2 separate regions of the Bombyx mori genome follow, and region 1 is linked to region 2. The links are chromatin contacts, called in public Hi-C maps. All regions are on one chromosome and are shown on one strand. The core of a region is the stretch at or near the end of the contact, and the rest is flanking DNA. Distances in the headings are between cores, read along the strand shown. Region 1 overlaps LOC100127100 (1-cadherin). Region 2 holds the start of LOC100127100 (1-cadherin).

Evidence for each region. Hi-C and Micro-C count contacts between places; a contact is called where the count stands out from the background.
Region 1: a Hi-C map of whole pupa shows a contact between it and region 2, with 1.7 times the contacts expected there. The contact joins the enhancer-like site here to the promoter of LOC100127100 in region 2. A contact is called at or near these places in 3 of 7 Hi-C or Micro-C datasets (posterior silk gland and whole pupa).

Annotation. Positions count from the first base shown.
Region 1 is chr7:8,487,753-8,490,452 of ASM3026992v2, forward strand. The region is part of intron 1 of LOC100127100 (1-cadherin); the gene reads left to right. Among protein-coding and RNA genes, the nearest start is that of LOC100127100, 52 kb to the left of the region's middle. Within about 2 kb of position 1,374, at least 4 of the 8 cell types and tissues checked have open chromatin away from gene starts, as enhancers often do.
Region 2 is chr7:8,435,424-8,438,123 of ASM3026992v2, forward strand. LOC100127100 (1-cadherin) reads left to right here and starts at 1,277. Exons shown (of 24, transcript XM_021351441.3): 1 at 1,277-1,888. The coding sequence starts at 1,804. LOC101745107 (spondin-2) reads left to right here. Exons shown (of 9, transcript XM_062669422.1): 7 at 44-215; 8 at 601-631; 9 at 710-1,095. The coding sequence ends at 1,055.

The DNA.
Region 1 (2,700 bases), core at 124-2,623, 52 kb after region 2:
TCTGCCTACAAAGGCAATAAAAATAAAATAAAGATTTAACTCTTGTAATGATGACGATGGTTGTGGTGTTTTATGTAAATAATTTCTTATCAACTCGATGGTATTATCTAGCTGAATCATTCTTTTCTATATACTAATATAAAAATCTACAGTGGTTTTTACGTATGTTCCGTTATAACTACTGAACCATGCATCCGATTGACTTGAAACTTAGTATCCATGTAGAAAATACATGTACTTAATGGATAGGCTTATATTGATATGAGTGTTGGACTCCCTACACCAGTTGCGGGGGCGTTAATGATGAGAATCTTTGTGGGGGTGAGAAATAATAAAGTTAATTTTAAATGGCCAGCGAAGCGGACGGGTACAGCTAGTCATATATTAATTTCGCCTAGAAGGTCTAAACGAAGGTTTTTTTTTTTTGTTGCAGGTAAATTACAGAATATATTATGTAAGTACGATGATCGAATATGGCGATTGGTGAGGTAAGCATTGTGGTATTTAGAATAAAACAGTTTTTAATTTCAAAACTAACGAGAGTGTTAAGTGTTAACCTACTTGTACGAAATTCTGAAAATGTGTTTGGCAAATAAGATATGTGTGTTAGTGAATTGACATGAAATAATCTATATAAATATTAATTAATACGTGAAGCAAAAACTTTGTATCCCTTTTTACGAAAATTGCGCGGACGGAGGAGTATGAAACTTTCCACACCTATAGAGAATATAGAGAAGAAGTGCACAATGCTAATATTTTTATAAAATAATACATAAAAGATATATGAAATCAATAAAGAAAACATTACACACACTACATACCATTTATTTGACGCACACACGCATGCATACTATTTATTGTCAAACTTTTGTTCTTGACGTCTGTTGTCAAATTGAGAATAGATTAAATATTGTTTGTCTTTTTTGATATTTTTATAGTGTAGTCTTGGCGAAATTTGTCATTACAGAAGTATAAAATACAATCATAATAGTGTACAAACTTACAATTCCAATTAATTATAGTCGAATTTCGACTACTGCGGGACCTCTAGTCTATATAAATATTTGAAAACCTTCAGATGCTACGTGTAGTTTTCAAAAAACGTCATATACGCGAAAATCAATTCGATATTAGTTTAATTCGAAATCGGAGGACGAATGCAACGCTCACTTAGTTATTACTGGACACCAATAAATAGATCCTACGTTAATCCCGTCTCCTATCTCGCGAGATTTAGATCGAAGTTCCAATAGACAAAAGTTTGTCCGTATCGGGTTTAACCACATTCTATAGGTGGAATTAGAAATATTTTACAGTACATACATTTAGGTATCTCCAAAGACCTTGACACATACACGAGTGTGAGCTACACACCACAACATTACACATTTGAGACAACGTATGTACAGTCATTCTATTGTATTGTCTAATGTTATTTAATGAACGCAGTTCTGCTGCCTGTTGTCATTCACAACACATTGTCATGTGGTCGGTTTTAGCATTACGTGTTTTGGGGAAGGCTGAATAAATATGAGCCGTTGAATTAAAATATTGGTATTCTTAGTCATCGGTGTCAGACGAGATTAGTAGTTATCTTCGATTATATAGCCAATCTGCTACCTTTGTCGATAAACTTCTTGCAATCATTTCCTCTTCTTCTTCGCCTTAAAGATATGGTCTCGACGAAAATGTTTCTACAACAGTTTGAGAGAAGTCATTTTTAAAAGAAAACAGCGCAAAATTGATTTTTTTTTATTGCTTCGTGGGTGAACGAGCTCACAGCCCACCTGGTTTTAAGTGGTTACTGAAGCCCATAGACGTCTACGACGTAAAAGCGCCACCCACCTTGAGATTAGAGTTCTAAGGTCTTAAGTATAGTTACAACGGCTGCCCCACCCTTCAAACCAAAACGCATTACTGCTTCACGGCAGAAATAGAGTGGTGGTACCTACCCGCGCGGACCCTCAAGAGGTCCTGCCACCAGCAAATTGCTTATTGCCTTGTACGCAGATGATAACAGGTCACTTAGTAGTCAGCGTCGCTGGTTATGGACAACAAGAATGCCATAACCGAGTCACTGCCTGCTGCTGAAGACAAAAAAAAATTTGATCTTAAATCTCGCTTTTTTTTTCAACATACATCGTCTGATTTATCTTTCTTCTGGTCCGTCAATATATCTTTTCGATGCCTCCAATGAACACTACCCTAACTCAAAATTTTGAAATTTTCGTTTTTCCCGCAAATCGCTTCACTATTTTAAAAGTATTACCAATTCATTATTGATGGGGTTCGAAGCAAGAGTAAATCAGCTAGTTACACAAGAAAAAAACATAAATATATCTGCAATAATAAAGATTTTACCAACTTTTTTCGTTTAAACTCTCCTCCTGTAAACCTACGAATTTGGAGTTAGAGCAGTGTTCATTGGAGGCAACGTTTTGTTACTTACATTTAGCTCTTTCTTAACGATCTTATGTGTACAGGGCCATCCTGATTACAACATAAAATTATAATTTGTGCCTATTTAAGCAAGTCTTCGTCCACGCAACCTCTCTTCAGATGTTAATGCGATTATCAAGACCCTCCTCCTAATCCGAAAATCCAGCTGGCTCTTATTTTATTACACCCACATCAGCGTTATGCAGATAATGAGGGTGGTGGCATGGGGCCAAATGCTACCTGAAAGTTCTTTAACCT
Region 2 (2,700 bases), core at 27-2,526:
TTTTAGTTGAATTTGTTTTCATTATGATCGTTCTGCGTTCCAGTCACCAAAATCCATGAGTCAACCTGTGGACAATATAGAGCGCGTCGAAATCGGATCGTTCGATAGAGATTCGCCCTTTTATCAGATGAACCTCAATGATTTGGCTCCATTTGCTATTTTACAAGTGCGAAGGCTGGATGTGTATCCTCTTATTGGCATAGACTGTAGTGAAGGTAATCACCTTTTTGTTCTTTATATTTTATGCACCTCTAGTCTAAGATTCAGACAATCACTAGTGATGAGGCAAACTCATATCACCAATCCCACAAACAGCGGAGTCATGACTTTTTTTTTTATTCTTTGTTAGAGCCATACACCTATTAGGTTAAGTCGGCTTGGAGTCATGACTTTACGATTCCAAAATCTCCGACTTCCCAAATCTATTGCGAAATTGGTAACGATTTGAAGGAAATCATTCTGTCTAAAGGTGGGCAGTTCGATTTTCGTTTTCACCTTATGTCTACGGTAATCACACTGTGATCTCATCTCTAATCTACGTCAGGTAAAATTCATATTCTTTTAACCATGTACTTTAATAAGTTAAATTTATTTTTTTAGGTCAAAATGCTGAAGAAGAATTGCAACAAGAGTAAGCAACTATTCATTTTTGCGCTTCACAGCAACAAGAGTTATTTTCGAACATTTTTGAATTTTATTCATTATTCAGTGCCCCAGTGTTAGAACCGGTGTTGGCGGAATCGCGACAGAGCCTTCTCGGTGAATCGTGCGCCGGGGAGTGGGGTGAATGGACGCCGTGTACGCCCCACGCTGGCGTCTGTGGCCCTGGCCTGAGGACTAGAACTAGATACATACAGAACATTGACTTGTACGTGAATTACAAGGTCGGTAATTCTAGCTATAATCTGATTTACTTTAAATTAATTCAATGCCCGATTTTTTTGTATTTATTTTTCTACTACAGGTATCAAAGAGTGGGAAAGGTGAACAAGAATTTAGTAGTTGTAAAAATAACAAAGATTCAAAAGCAACTGAGCGTAAAGAATGTTTTGTGAGATGTTAGAAAACAAAAATAAACGTTAAGCATCCTAGAAAGTAGACTTTAATTTTATTTCTGTACGTTGAATAACTAGATGCAGACTTAAAACAAGTTCGTGAGCTGTAAGCGGCGAGATCTTTCTTGGTTTTTGCGCGAAAAACAACCAGTTTACTAGTTTCAGTGGTTGGCCGTAAGGGCGCGCAAATCGCGGCGGAAGCGTCGTGTCAACATTGTGCTAGTCGAGTGTGAACACAGAAACGGATGGCGCATGCTCCAAGCGTCTGATACAACGGCCCGCCGAAACACGCTTTGCAACTTGTTGATTGTTCGCTCACTTCACATCAGTCTGCCGCGAACGATGCGACGGGTGGTCGTGTCTCGCGTCACGCCCGATCTCGCTCTGAACTTCGAAATTATTCTACGAAATAATATGAAGTTTTCAAACATAAAATTGGGCAGAACTACCGTTTCCTTCGCATCTATTAGTGTTTAATTCATGTAAAACATTGAGAAACGAATAGTTTTAAGTCACTTGAAACTTAATAGGCTTACTCGTTTACCTGCATAGGTACTTCGTCCCACGAGCGAGTTGGTTGGTTACCTACCTTATCGGATAAACGAACATTTTTTCAAATGGATGTGCGTTTGAGTTCTGTGATAGTGTGCGTGTATAGTGTGATTACGAGACTCTGTGAGAGCGTCTTCAGAGTTGGTGACAAGTTTTTGCTATAGTGACGTGATAGAAATTATTAATTGTAAGAAACATGCACACGCGCAAGAGTGAGATGGGCTTGCTTACAGCTCTACTGCTGTACTCTCTGACGGTGACGGCCGCACAGTATACAAAAGGTAAAAAAATAACTGCTATTTTACCTGCTCTTGTGCCGATATTACGGCCCACGTTGGCACATTGATCTTTGTTCCGTGGTCTTTGTTACAACTTACTTTCAAAAATTAAATATTCTTTGTTAATATCATGTACAGACTCAACTACGTGATTTTTTCGTTTAAAGTATCTTTTAATTCAATATTAATAGCCAAAAAAAAACAGGCTGTTTTAAGACCGGAACAAAAGCGGATTCAAAATTTCTTACAGAAAAATAAGTGTTGGTTTCCTGTTATACCGGTTTCTCTGTAAATTGAATGACTAAGTTCTCAAGCAATCCTACCATTGCGATATCTTTAGCTTCGTAATGTGAGTCAATACTGATAACACGCTATCAGATATTAATAAAATAATATTACTCTAAATGGACTAAGTAAATGTACTACTAGTGAATAAAAATTAAGAGAAAAAACACCGCGTAAAAACAGACCATTTCACAGAACTTAAAGTATTTAAATATGAGATTTTTTTTGTTTGGGATTTGTAGACGAAAATTTCTCATGGCCACCTGGTGTTCGGAGGTTTCTGAACCCAATAAGCTTCGACTTTAAGATATGAGATAGATGTTCCAATTTTATTGTATGGTCTATCTATCTGTCAAGGGTTCCCCGAAGACCTAAAAATCGGATTAGTTCTGATTCGCTTTTACTATAATTGGGATTAAGAAATTTATCAGGATAGTAAAATTAAATAAAAAAATATCGCTTTTCAACCAGAAGTGATAGTAAAAATTGGATTGTACCTGGATATATGGGATATAGGTATATGGCGGATG